Regions from separate parts of the Mus musculus genome. Here regions 1, 2, 4 and 5 are each linked to region 3. Evidence: chromatin contacts called from public HiChIP or PLAC-seq and promoter capture Hi-C data. All regions are on one chromosome and are shown on one strand. Each heading gives the region's core, a stretch centred on a gene start, on an enhancer-like site or on the middle of the called end of the contact. The rest is flanking DNA. Distances are from core to core; before and after follow the strand shown.

The links. Promoter capture Hi-C pulls out the DNA fragments that hold promoters and counts their contacts. HiChIP or PLAC-seq counts read pairs in DNA pulled down with a chosen protein or histone mark.
Region 1: a promoter capture Hi-C map of liver shows a contact between it and region 3. The contact joins the enhancer-like site here to the promoter of Kcnt2 in region 3. A contact is called at or near these places in 3 of 39 promoter capture datasets (the C10 cell line and liver), 3 of 484 Hi-C or Micro-C datasets (embryonic stem cells and uterus), 5 of 115 datasets of contacts at active chromatin or transcription factors (all in embryonic stem cells) and 2 of 9 other capture datasets (liver and pancreatic islet).
Region 2: a contact with region 3 is called in a promoter capture Hi-C map of embryonic stem cells, with 2.4 times the contacts expected there. The contact joins the enhancer-like site here to the promoter of Kcnt2 in region 3. A contact is called at or near these places in 12 of 39 promoter capture datasets (the 3T3-L1 cell line, 3T3-L1-derived adipocytes, the C10 cell line and 6 more) and 1 of 9 other capture datasets (adipose tissue).
Region 4: an H3K27ac HiChIP or PLAC-seq map of embryonic stem cells shows a contact between it and region 3, with 6 read pairs. The contact joins the enhancer-like site here to the promoter of Kcnt2 in region 3. A contact is called at or near these places in 7 of 39 promoter capture datasets (the 3T3-L1 cell line, the C10 cell line, epiblast stem cells and 3 more), 1 of 484 Hi-C or Micro-C datasets (embryonic stem cells), 5 of 115 datasets of contacts at active chromatin or transcription factors (all in embryonic stem cells) and 1 of 9 other capture datasets (adipose tissue).
Region 5: a promoter capture Hi-C map of liver shows a contact between it and region 3. The contact joins the enhancer-like site here to the promoter of Kcnt2 in region 3. A contact is called at or near these places in 7 of 39 promoter capture datasets (the C10 cell line, the HPC-7 cell line, hematopoietic stem and progenitor cells and 3 more), 3 of 484 Hi-C or Micro-C datasets (the C2C12 cell line and uterus), 1 of 115 datasets of contacts at active chromatin or transcription factors (heart atrium) and 3 of 9 other capture datasets (adipose tissue, liver and pancreatic islet).

The regions. Positions count from the first base shown.
Region 1 is chr1:140,414,627-140,417,326 of GRCm38.p6, reverse strand. All of the region lies in intron 8 of Kcnt2 (potassium channel, subfamily T, member 2), which reads right to left. Among named protein-coding and RNA genes, the nearest start is that of Kcnt2, 170 kb to the right of the region's middle. Within about 2 kb of position 1,341, at least 9 of the 459 cell types and tissues checked have an H3K27ac peak or open chromatin away from gene starts, as enhancers often do. A contact at or near this core is called in liver, where this site is marked.
Region 2 is chr1:140,452,280-140,454,979 of GRCm38.p6, reverse strand. All of the region lies in intron 13 of Kcnt2 (potassium channel, subfamily T, member 2), which reads right to left. Among named protein-coding and RNA genes, the nearest start is that of 4930590L20Rik, 200 kb to the left of the region's middle. Within about 2 kb of position 1,304, at least 5 of the 459 cell types and tissues checked have an H3K27ac peak or open chromatin away from gene starts, as enhancers often do. A contact at or near this core is called in embryonic stem cells, where this site is marked.
Region 3 is chr1:140,244,354-140,247,053 of GRCm38.p6, reverse strand. Kcnt2 (potassium channel, subfamily T, member 2) reads right to left here and starts at 1,336. Exons shown (of 28, transcript NM_001081027.3): 1 at 703-1,336. The coding sequence starts at 797.
Region 4 is chr1:140,433,556-140,436,255 of GRCm38.p6, reverse strand. The region is part of intron 12 of Kcnt2 (potassium channel, subfamily T, member 2); the gene reads right to left. Among named protein-coding and RNA genes, the nearest start is that of Kcnt2, 190 kb to the right of the region's middle. Within about 2 kb of position 1,250, at least 7 of the 459 cell types and tissues checked have an H3K27ac peak or open chromatin away from gene starts, as enhancers often do. A contact at or near this core is called in embryonic stem cells, where this site is marked.
Region 5 is chr1:140,396,669-140,399,368 of GRCm38.p6, reverse strand. All of the region lies in intron 8 of Kcnt2 (potassium channel, subfamily T, member 2), which reads right to left. Among named protein-coding and RNA genes, the nearest start is that of Kcnt2, 150 kb to the right of the region's middle. Within about 2 kb of position 1,423, at least 6 of the 459 cell types and tissues checked have an H3K27ac peak or open chromatin away from gene starts, as enhancers often do. A contact at or near this core is called in liver, where this site is marked.

The DNA of each region.
Region 1 (2,700 bases), core at 92-2,591, 170 kb before region 3:
TGCGTTTTATTAGTTCATAAAGGTAAGTTTGTTGACGATTCATTTGATGATAATAATAAATGAATCAGCAATCCTCAACTCCTAGGGGAGTCAAATGACCCTATCACAGGGTTCAACTAAAACCATCAGAAATATCACATATATTTACATTTTGATTCATAAAAGTGGCAAAATTACAGTGATGAAGAGGAAACAAAAATAATTTTATGGTTGAGGATCACCACAACATGAGGAATTGTATAAAGGGTTGCTACATTAGCTAAATATAGTGATATTATCTAAGCCTTTGCTCTAGCTCTGTGGTAACCTGGATAAACTCCTTGATTTATTTTAACTTCTTAATCAATTGAAAAAGAAATGCAATGATATTAACATCATTTTAGCTATTGTGAGAATTAAATAAGCAAATATTCCATGAAACACGTACCAAATAATAACGTTTAATTGATCTCTGGATAATTTTGTTAATTGCTTCCAATTCCTACTTGAAATATAAGCATAGAAATGAGTTTAATATAATAATTAAATATATACACAGAAGAATTAACTATAACAAATTTCATATTGTTATATTTCATTTGTTCACCGTATCTGTGTGTGTATGTGTGTGTGTGTGGGGGGGGAATGTCTGAAGAAGTCAAGGACAATTTACAGAAGTAGAGTATCTATCCCAGGTAAAAAAAACTCAGGTAGGTAGATTTGGTAGCAAATACCTTCACTAAGGCATTTTGCAGACACCAGAATTCCAAATTCCTTTTTTTTTAATTTGATAAAAATATAATGACAAAAACAAAAACAAAACAAACAAACAAACAAACAAACCCGAGTGATTCACAGCCTTTGCTAAAAAAAAACAAAAAACAAAAAACAAAAAAAAACAGAAAAACAAAAACAAAAACAAAAAAACAAAAAAAAACCAAGTGAATCACAGCCTTTACTATCAATTTTATAAGAGAAAAATTTACCATAGAGAACAAAGTCAGAGTTTACAGAAAAAAGCATAGAGGTACAAACAGTAGGGAAGCCTAGTGATGCAGCAAAGAGTATCAGTCATATGCCTTATTAATGATGTGGTGGGTTAAAATGCAATAAAAGTCTAGAAAAATAAATAATAGATAGATGAGAAAAAGAGAGAGAGAGGGAGGGAGGGAGGAAAAGAGGCAGGGAGGGAGAGAGAGAGAGAGGAGAGAGAGACAGAGAGAGAGAGACAGAGAGAGAGAGAGAAAACAGGCCATCCATGGGTTAATAACTATCTGTAGCCTATTCCCCTCAGCTGTTGAAGCAACAGGAAGAATGTACAGGGAAGTTTCTACCTGCGAACAGAGTTGGGCAAGTTTCAACACAGACCCATATTAGTTAACTATTGACAAGTTTAATCATAGTTGACCTTTAGATGTTTCACTGACATGGTTTACAGAAACTGACAATGAATTCCTGGTAAATCAGCAAGGGGAAAATATTCATCACTATTCTAGGGAAGTATTTCCACATCAAAGTAGTGACCTCTTTGGAAGAATTGCTTAGTCTGATGTTTCCTATTACAATGCAAAAGCCAAGCTGACCATAGGCAATCCAAATATTCAGAGTTCCATATATATTCAAAGACATTTGACAATACGATATAAGACAGAATTTATCAAGAGATTTTAATTTCATTTTAATGAGATAATGTGTGTGGAATTTACTGGATCTCTTCTTTCTTATTCTAATTAACCATATCCACTGAATTCTATCCAAGACTAACCCAAATGACTAAGGTTTTGTGAACTAAACTGGACACTCAAGGTCCACAGTTGTGTTCTGTACATATTTTATAATCACTTACTCCAGTGTTTACTTGTACAGTGTATACCTTAGTTAATGTCCAGTACACAATATCTCTTGATTAATCATTTCTTACATAGAATTTAAGCCAGTGAGGTAGCTCAGCAGTCTAAGACTTTTGACAACAGTTCAGTGGCCTGAGTTTGAGCTTTGAAATTCACAGAACGTTAACTCCAGTAAGCTTTAGCCCTGATATTCCTGTAGATATACACACAAAATAAATGATAAATATAATTTATACAAAAAAAGAAAGATTTACATGGTAAAATTCTAAGGCCTTGTGTGCATGGTTCTACAGCTGTTTTATTGTTTGAAAGGAGTGAAAGATGCATATTAAAATGTCACAATTTATATATTATTTCTCTATCCTTTACATCAGTTTAACTCTACCTAAAACCTCCTAGAGTTTGACCAGAGTTCTATCCTAATTACAGACACACAAATATCCATGGTTCTATCTCATCATTTCAAAGTGTTTAGCAATCTTGGTCACATCTAAGAAGTATATTAGTTCGCCATAAGCATAACACAGTGGATCAGCACAGAAGCTGTGTGGTCCTACTAACATGAAAACTTGACGAACAGGATGTATTTTTAGAGGACTATGAATGTATTAAACAAGAATCAGTAAATTTAGTACTTGAGTGGAAAAGAGAAGTCAGCATTAGAACTCTTAAAACACTTAAAATCCCATTATTTTGTAACCTGGAATCTGTTCAATCTCATTAAAAGTCATTTTTATTAGAAAATGAAACAACAACAACAAAATCACACAACTAGGCAAACATCCCATTCATAATAACTGTAAAAGAACTAAGCCTTATTGTGAGGTAAGTAGAGTAGAAAAATTGACTTTTTGACAACTTCTGAATATAG
Region 2 (2,700 bases), core at 55-2,554, 210 kb before region 3:
GGAAACAGAAAAAGTGAATGTTTCGGTGCCATCATGGCAAGCAGAAGCCCTAAATAAAAAGGGAGCCTATCTAAAGATCCTCTAGATGTAATTGATGAAAGAAAAAATAGTGGGTTCTTTTGTATATTCTCTGTAGATGTAGCTGAGAAGGGCTGGTACGTGGATTTTAGGTAAAGAAATTATAGTTGTTTTTGAAAATCTACATTTTGAAATGTCTGTTAATAATTTAATAGGTAATAATGGTTACACAGTTTGAGATATAGCACCCACGCTCATAATGGCTACTGACAGAGAATGGTAAAAGTAGAAATCTTGTACATTAATGACATATTCTAACACTCTCTCTCTCTCTCTCTCTCTCTCTCTCTCTCACACACACACACACACACACATGAAAGAAATTTGTTTTAGAATTCTCCTGATAGATAGATAAATGATCTTATGGTTTTTAGACAATGGTATTTAAACCATGTCTTCTGGCACATGATGCCTTTATTTCTCTTGATCTACAGCAATCCTTAAGGATTCCAAAGAGAAAACATCCCTTAGTGGACATCTCTCTTTCTTCCTAATTTTCAAGTCCTACTGACCATGTGATCATTCAATTTTTTTTTCTCTACAATATTCTGAAGAGAACTTATTTAGACTGAGGCTACTTTTTCATATCTTTCTTAATCCTTTTCTGTCTTAAACCTGTGAGTTAATAGTACATTCTCTCCAATATAATAATATATATTCATATTATATATTTATTTTAGTCTATTCTTCTAAACGTTAATGTAAGAAAATGAGTTAACATGAGAAGCAGGTACTAAGCTATACTTAAGAGCTGATAGTCTTACACTTTCCATTTACTGGTCACTGATTTTCTTGTGTGTTTGAAATAGTAACAATTCAGTTTTGGAATGCCTTTTCTTTACTATCATTTTTGGTCATTATTAAATAAGCTTAGAGGAATGGAGATCTGAGGTTGTGCAGCTGACACAATGAAAATGCTGTATGGTACCCAGTCAATAGTTACACATTTTGTGCTTTATTTAACACATTCTTCATTAAGAGTACAAACTATTAGTACCAGCAGAGCTCCTTGGAATTATACCACCAATCAAAGAAAACACATGGTGGGACTCATGGCTCTAGCTGCATTTGTAGCAGAGGATGGCTGTTGTGGATAGCCCTGGGGCTAATTATATTTGATGTTAATTCTGTTCTCCTGTGAGCAGTTGTGAACAAGGAATGAGTCAGCCCTCAGGTGATTTCCTGTAAACCTGCTTCCCACCTTAATTTGTAAAATAAAGGAGAGCTGATGATTGGGCAGATAAAAGAGAAGGTGGGGGAGAGAGAAGGAGAAAATGGAAGATCGAGAGGACCCAGAAGAGGAGGAGGAGAAAAAAAAGAGAAAAGCAGAGCAGAAGTACATGGCCTGGAGAAACTGCAAGTTCTAAGGGGTCTCATAAGCTGTGGAAGATGGTAATGTAGTGGTAGATCTGCCCAATTTAGGCACACAGCATGTAATCATATTAATTGTGTTGTGTTTTCATTGCTGGGGCATATTTGCATTGGGGAGAATTACTGCAGTAGATGGCCTAGTTGGTCATCAGTGGGAGGAGAGGCCCTTGGTCCTGTGAAGGCTCTATGCCCCAGTATAGGGGAATGCCAGGACCAGGAATGGGAGTGGGTGGGTTAGTGAGCAGGGGGAGGAGAAAGGGGATAGGGGATTTTCAGAGGGGAAAATAGGAAAGGGGATAACATTTGAAATGTAAATGAAAAAATATGTAATAAAAATTTTAAAAAAATAACTTAAAATAAAAAGCACAAACTATTGAAAGGGAAGCTTGTTTGTGAATGAGTGACCTATGTCTTTTTGGAAGCTTATCTTCAAAACATAATTACATTACCTATGAGCCACACTTTTTTAGTTGAGTTTTTGTAATGTATATACAGAATATAAAACTTATTTTACTCAACATTTTATTCTTTCTGCCTCTTTTTAGGTATACAACTTTTTTCTTCATTTTTATGGTGATAAGAATAAGAACCTATCTTTTCTATTGCTCACAAAATCCATTTATAGGCTTTCACATTGGATATAATCAAAACAGAAGTTATTGTTTCAATTGTGCTTCAGTATGTTCAAATAATAAAATCCACTTATTGAATGCTTGCTGCTATTTGTTTGACAGAAGAAACATACACCAATCTCCATGATAAGGGATAACTTACTGTAGGGTTTTCACTGTGTAGTATTTATGTAGTTGTAAGCAGAAATTTAAATTTTTTTACCCTGGCCACTTTTATTAATATGTTTTACTTTTAAAATGCATAATGTATAATCATTGGAAGATGTTTTTAGGGTTATTTGAGGATTTCATTTAAAGAGCTAAATATAAAAATGCATTGTTTGGATATCCATGAAAGTCAAAGTAGCACTTAAGCAATGTAAGAACACAATAAAAACCATCACGGTAATGTGATTTTTAGCAATTATTATTTGACCACAATTGCTATTAATTTTCTATAGTTACATATTGAAATCAACCCCTAATAACTCAACATATGCTTTACTCATCAAAATTCTACATATCAACATGCTTTGAGTTGGCTGGTGCCTAAGAGAGAGTTCTGCAAGCTGGTAGATGAGTCTTACTTCTCCTCTTGCTATTTGTTCTTTTGGGAAAGTAAACAGGGCTTCTTCAGATG
Region 3 (2,700 bases), core at 87-2,586:
GCAAAATTGCATGAAGCTTTAATGCCATTGATAAAACACGCAAGCAATGTTTTGCTAGTAATAAATATTTCAGCTTTGAAACTTATCGTTTTGAGATATGCACTATTTAGGTGAAAATATATACGAATCATACTACAAGAACCTCTGTTCAGTGTATTTTCCATCCCAGGCATTCTTGCTTCACTAACTACCTGTTACATATTTAAACCAATTGCCCACCTGAACTCCAAATACTCAAACAGTGGAAAATCCCCAGTGGCAAGCAAACATCTCGTCGAGACAACACTGACAAGGAGTAAGAAAGTGGGTACAGGAGATTTCAAGTTTCTACTGTGATTTTTTTTTCCAATCGCTTGGATACATTTATGGGGTGGATTAACTACACCGGGGAAATATTTGACACTGCAACTGCGTGCCATTTGGATGCTACTGTACCTCTGCTTGCAGCCTCACACACAACCAGGGAAGCACAGACAGACAAAGAATATCGAATAAATGCAACAAATGATTCTCAAGAATAAGAAAGTGGAAAGGAAAGGAGTTCCTTGTCCACAGCAACTGCTCTCTGCAGTGTCAAAATGGAGATGTAGAATCCCTTCTACTCCCTCAGTGCTGGTCTCCCTTTCTCTCCATCCCCTCAAAAGCTCTCCAGTCCTGTCCGCTTCCAGCAGTATTTGTGGAACGCTGCACCATGCCACTCACCTGTCATCATTTTGCCAGCCTTGGTCCCCTAGCAGCAAATCCCGGAATCTGTACCTGGGAGGCAGAGGGGGCACTTCGCTCTCCAAATCAACCATCCTTCCTTAAGGAGTGGGCAACATCCAACAAGGGATGGAGGGATGGAGGAGGGCAAAGAGGGGTAGCAAGCACTGCGGAGGGGGTGCCGTGCTGGGGAGGGTGGGAGAAGGGCTTGGGGGACCCGGAGGGGGAGGGGTCGTTCGGCCGGAAGCTGAGGCTGGAAAGGGGTGGCTCCTCTTCCCCAAGGGTGTGATGGGGATGATGCAAACCGAGCCCAGGAGCAAAAGTCTGGCTGCGACTCGAACCAGCGCTGCCAAGGAACCGCCCCCAGGCTCGGCACCGCCTCTGGTCCCTGGGACCGGGGGGAGGCGGGAATGCAAAAGTTACTTCACGGACAGAAAAAAAAAAAAAAGGAAAAGGAAAAATTTAAAAAAGAAAGAAAAGAAAAGGAAAAGAAAATTCGCGCGGTGCCTAGAAAGAGGGTAGGTGGTGGGTGTGAGCACCGCGTGATGGCTAGGCACTTTCCTGAAAGGCAAGGACCAGAGCCTCCCACTAGGGCATCCCCGGCCACAGCTCCCTCGCAGGGAGTGCAAGCACTGGGCTCAGCCGGACGAAGGCGGGGGCGAAGGCGGTGGGCTCCGGCTCTCACAGCCAATGAGCCTCCCCTTCATTAGCATAACACAATGACGGCAGGAGGGTGCCTTGGGGACAACCAATGGGGGCGAGCTCTTTCGCAGATTCCAGAGCTCCAGACCCTTCCTGGGAAGTGGATGAGGGGTCCAAGGAAGGTTGCCAGGTGTCACCAGCACCCAAGGCTGTGGTCGCCTTCTGCTTCTGTGGGTGTAGTGGAAATGGCCTGTTCCTGGAGAGGGAATCCCCGCTCTCAGCCCCAAGGAAAGTCCTCATACCCGCCCTTCTTCGTGCTAAAAAAAAAAAAAAAGAGAGAGAGAGAGGTGTTTCCCTGGTCTGAGGAAAATTGCAGGGCACCCTTATACAGCAGCTGAAGAGAAATATTTAAATGAGAACCCCTGCACCCCCATCTCCCATAGCCCCCCCCCCCCCAGCAAGGCAGGCCTCTAGTGAATAAGTGTTGGTGGTGTGAGCTCCTAGGGCAGGTGTCTTCCTATAGGAGTGGTTCACAAGGTCAGAGGAAGAAGAGAACTCAGGACCCAGAGCTGACTTTTCAGCAGCTTCCTGGTCTTCTCTGATACCCACTACCCTGTTCTACTTGCCTACTTTGGTTTTTCCTTCAGGAATGGATACCCGGATACCCCCCAGGGCACCCATTAACAGAAGCAGTCACAACCCAATGGCACCTCAGAAAAGCAAAGACACTTAGGAATCTCAAAGTTTGTAGGTAGCAACAAGATCATAATGGAAACTGGGCCACATTGGAGGGAAAAAAACCTCAACAAATGCACCTCTCCCTCCTAGGGTCAAGAAACCTTAAACATTCTTAAGGTGAGAGAGGAGATAAATAAAGACCAAGTAAAGTTCTTAGTTTTGGTTTTCTTTGGTTTTGGTTGGTTGTTTGGTTGGTTGATTTTTTTTTTTAAGTTTGCTTACCAAGGAAATAGTGACTAATTAATTTTGATTTATTCTTAGTGGAGATCATTTTGCAGAGAATCCACAAAGGAAGCTAAAATGCAGAAAGAAATCATCAACACCAGTGTGATAACAGATGAGTTAATAGCTGCATGCAGTTGTAGATTCCACTTCCTGCTCGTTCATCTAGCCCTAGCTGATAAGCCATATGTGCTTTAGATTTCCCACCTCTCCCAGGTGAGGTGAATGTGTAGCTTTCCTTTGAAGCCTCCAAACTTCATTTTGCTAGTGGTGTTTACCACATTCTGACTTCTTGAGTGATTATCTCTATGCTTTTAAACTCTCTTCTCGTTTTTGTTCAGGGCCTTCAGCATAGACAGATCTTGCCCCAGAAATGCATTGTGATGCTGACAAATG
Region 4 (2,700 bases), core at 1-2,500, 190 kb before region 3:
AAATTATCTTTGTTTGCTGTCATTTCATTACATAATACTGGTATGAACACGAGTACATCATTAAAGCAAACCACTCAAATCAAAGGTATATTAGCTTTATATTCTCAATTTTTATTAATAAATTAATTAATTTCTGTTTCTTCTTCAGTTTCTCTGATCAATATTCCTCATGTCAGTTTTGCTCCCTGTATTGCCTATCTACTTCCAATGCAAGTTTTGTCATTTCAGATCCATTATGTTGCACAAAGCAAGTGTTACATACTGGAGAGGTTTAGCCACAAAATTTGATTAGATTGAAATGATATTTTCTACTTTTGATGGGATTCACTCAGAAAACTGGTCCTCAGTCCCCTTCTCTTCACCTCTTAATATGTAGATATTTTCTAATCCACTTAATACTGAATTAGTTTTATCCTGTGGTTTATTTTTCTTCAGTTCAGAGCCTGGAGTTTATCTTCCAGGCCTCTTACTGAATTTTCCCTGAGTTATTTCCAGAATCTGCTTTATAATTCCTGTATGAGTTTTTTTTTTGATTGTTTTGTTCTGTTTTGTATTCTATTATTATTGTTTGATGTATACAGCATGATCTCACATTACACTCAAGATGTTTATTGAATGACAAGATCCTCTGAATTGATATTGTAAAACTGATTTCTTCATCCACATTTATAGCATGCTTGTTCTTCTTCTCCAGATTTCTCCTTTCTACTTGGGGTGAATTTTGTGTTTATTCACTCTCTTTTTCATTGTTGCATTCTTAGTAATCCCCAAAAATGTCCACTGATGCCTATTGACTGAATAAATGATGGACTGAAATGTATTTATGACTGAAACATCCTGAAACAAGAGTGGATTCTAGTTGGGTTGTAGTATATATGGTCCTCTATATGGTGATTACATATTACACCAGAGAAGTCTAAGTTTGTATACTCATCTAAATACAAAAATGTATGCCTATGTAATCACACACACACCTGCATACACCACATTCTCTTCTAATGACCATTTTCTCAAGACATTGAAAGATGCATATTAAAGATATCGACAATTTGTTCTGAGAGATATGGTATGCATCCAGGCCCCTCAAATTTACTTTCTGACTTAGAAAGTAGAGGATTCAAGGAACGAATTGCCCAAATAGAATGGCTCTTCTAGGTTTCAGAAAGAAATCAGCAATGCAAATGTGGAGAGATTCAGGGAATCCACTCCTTGCTCTGACTTTGAATAAGTCCTAGAAGGATCTCTACTTTAAGCAACATCTGTCCCCTTCCTTGCTGCTGCCTCTGAGCTTCCCTTGCCAACAGCAGACTGCTTGTGATTTCCTCTCTCAACCTAAATTTTAACTTCCTTCTGGATGAGTCAGTTGCCATTCATCTACTTGCTTTGTGCCTTTCAGAATTCTACTACTTTTGTCTCATCTCCTTAACCTTTCGTCTTCCTAGGTACTTTTATTAACTTCTTGTCAATTTACTAAAATTGGGAGGAAATAGTTTACATTTATTTCAATGAAAGCTTCCCAAACTCATGTTGTAAAGTTAACTCTCATAGATATATATTTATTTCTGCATGTAATTATGTTCCTGCTCTCAGTATAAAATAGTATAAAACCTATTAAATCAAGAAGCCGTATGTAGGGCACAGGATTGACAGCAACATGTAAAACAATCAGAGAAAATAAAGATTATGTTCATTTCGAATTCATTGCTTTATCAGATCTTATTGAAGCATTTCTATGCCAAACTATTTAGAAAACCTTTGTAGTGGGTAGAAAACCTTGTCAGAGAGTCCACACTTACAAAACTGAGGGGCCTTGTCCCCAGTTGGTTCTGACTGGTAAATAAAGATGCTTACAGATAATGGTTGAGCAGTGCAGAGAGAGTCAGGAACTTAGGACTCCAATGTTTGGGATCAGAAGAAGGATATGGAGAAAGGAAACAGGGATCTGCCATGAGGGGAGAGTGTAAATGAGAGGAGAGATGCCATGCCTTAGAAGAGTGCAGAACAGAGAGTCTTGGCCACCATGTGAAGGAGATGGGGGAGTGCAGCCCAGAGCACAGCCTAGTTGAGCAGCCCTCTGAGTCCAGAGCAGCCAAAATAGAATATAAAGTTTAGTAAGTAATAACTCGGGATTATTGTCAGGAAGTGGATTAACCTTGTGCCTTGTGGAGACTAGGCAGCTATTGTCTACAATAAGGCATATCAATATATTAAAGGCTGTGGTGTGTGTGTGTGTGTGTGTGTGTGTGTGTGTGTGTGTTTGTGCCTTTCATTCAGGAACGTAAACCTTTGAGGTGGGTAGTGAAAAAAAATCGTCTCTAATCTCTTATCCTATAAAGGGGTAATATCTAAAATATATAAAGAACTCAAGAAGCTAATTTCCAAAAGAAATGAAACAACCTAATCAAAAATGGCATAGAGAGCTAAACAGAGAATTCACAACAGAGGAATTCTGAATGACTGAGAAGCACTTAAAGAAATGTTCAAAATCCTTAGTCATCAGAGAAATGCAAATTAAAAAAAAAAAAAAAAGCTCTGACATACCACCTTACACCAGTCAGTGTGGTGAAGATCAAAACCTCAAACAACAGCACATGCTGGCAAGGATGTGAAGAAAGAGGAAGCCAGGCACACGCCTTTAATCCCAGCACTCAGGAGGCAGAGGCAGGCGAATTTCTGAGTTTGAGGCCAGCCTGGTCTACA
Region 5 (2,700 bases), core at 174-2,673, 150 kb before region 3:
TCTTTGCAGTTACTCAGCTTTCATGCCTGTGCTTGAGTTTATACTTAAGAACTGGAACAGATTTAGAAAAAAAAAAAACCACACACACACACACACAAACAGCAAATAAAGAGTCCCGTGGAGAAAAGCTATACTATTGAGGATATATTTTGGTTGAAGGAAAAGAATAAACTGAGTGCTCTCAATGGTCAATATAAAACATAATTATAAAGTAACGGATTGAAAATGTTTTTTCACCTTCACAGTTGGCACTCTGAGGGAACCAGCTCATATGAAATTCAAATGAGATATTTAGAACACCTTAAAATCAATTTGCTAGCAAAGCAGGACCTAAAAATAAATACCCAAACTTTGCACATAAAGACAAAAGTCTATAATAAATGTAATTCAGCTGGGAAATAAGAATTATAGAAAATATTTGAGGGACTCCATGAAATTAAATTATTATGAAAACTAGAGGAGTGCTATGTAATATGTACATAGAAAAATACTGGTGAAAGTTAATGTAACCAAGGTTATAACATAATTAAATCCAGATAATAGAATGTATGTAGAAAAGAGACAGTGCTTAAGTGAGCCTCCCCACGTTCCAAATATACATACTTTGCAATACACTAGCAAAGATTATGAAGAAAAAGAGGGTAAACTCTACTGTGACACACATAGAAAGCATTCAGTTGGGAAATTATGAGAACAGAGCTGAAATGTATTCAAGCTTAAGGATTCTAAGATTCAGCTCTGGGGCTAGAAAGATGTTGCAATGGATGAGTGATTGATAGATATTCAAGGGTTAGGACCTGAGTCTCTCTCACACACACACACACACACACACACACACACACACACACACACACACCACACATACACACATCATACCCACAACACTCGTACACACGCATACACACATATATATACATACATACCATACATACATAACATACACATCCAACACTCATCCTAATACATATACATGCCACAGACCACACACACACACACACACACACACACACACACACACACACCACACATACATACCACACACACACACCACACATACAAACACATATCGTACCCACCACACTCACAAACACACACATGTATACACATCACATACACACACTATATACACTCACTACACATTGAGCACACATAAACATAAACATGTGACACACACCACACACATAAGTGATTGGCTCTGAAATAAAAGTGACTAAATTAAAGAAGCTAGGTAACAGTGAGATGAAGGGGAAAGAGAGGCAGAATGCATATTTAAGAAGGGATTTTGAAGGAGGATAATAATGGTGGTTTGTTTTGGAATTTGGTTTTGGTTTTGCTTCTTTTAAGATATATGAATTCAGCCAGGATCTGGTGGCTGGATGGTAAGAAAGTGCTTTGATGATAATAAAGTGCTCTATAAAAGCTGACATTGAGTACAGTTTAAAATAGACAACCATCTGGGTTGGATAGTATAGAAAGGGCTCTGTTTGCAAAAGTGGGAAATAAGAAAAAAATCTCAGATTCATTTTAGTAATACAGCACTTCATAAATATCTGCAACAAATAAACTTGGAAGATTTGTCCTTATTTATTTCTATTTTGTACATTTAATTGTCATGATTGAGGATCTAAAGGTAAATGAAAGCTATTTCTTCTTACAATTTGTGCCTTAATTCTAACACAGCATTGCCTTGCTCCCTGCTTAGGGTTTGATCACAGGCATGCCTAGATTCTCCTTTCTAAATACTTCGATATTAACAAGAAATCACGGGCTAACACATACCAATCTTGCAAAAGGAGCCCAAGTCTTAAAGTCCAGGCTGTAGTGTCATGTTTATTTATTATCCCCTGCTGGATTTCTTAATCACATCTCTACCAAGAGAGTCTCTCTGTATCTCTTTCCCTTTTGATTCTATCCAGATTCATGTGCTTTAAAATGTCACCTTTCATTGATTTTCCCTTTCTCAGAATACAAACTTGAAATTCACCTTTCTTCTGCCTCTTACCCTACATTCAATTCATCATATCTATTTCACATTTATCTTCAAGATGGATGTCAAATTGAAAGACAGCTCACCCTTTTGCGATTGTTCCAGATCAAGATCCCATGACCTTCTTCCTGAAATTCCCCCACAGCCTTCCCAACAGAATGTCTGCCCCTGCCTTCTCTCCCTACAGCCTATACTCCACAGAGCAGTCAGAGAGCTTTTTAATGACATCTGTCGAAGCACATTCTCCTAGAAACCTATGAGAGCTTCTGTTCCAGTGTTTGCACTGAAAGCTCTTCATCCTGAACAGGCTTTCCCCAGAAATAAGCTTTATTCACAATATGCTGTTTATTTTCTAATTAAAATCCTGCGATTTTGGACAGCCATTTCCTGAGAGCCCTACCTAGAAAAGCAATCAGTTGATTTTATAACACAAAAAGGTTAGCGTCTTTATATTAGCAGGGATCAGAGGGATGGTCCATCTTGTTTTAATATTTAAACATTATTATTTCTTATTTTATTGTTTATGGAATTTGTCTTTATTATTTTTTTTTTATCTTGGACATTGCTGTAGATTGCAGTCTGTATGCAGGTGGCAGCAGGTGAAAGATTAGGCTAGAGCCTGTGACTGGTCAGTGGAAAAAGAAGTCAGGTTAAGAGTTTTAGAGAGGAATAGAGAGAGAGAGAGACAGAGACAACAAGACAAGATGGAACCT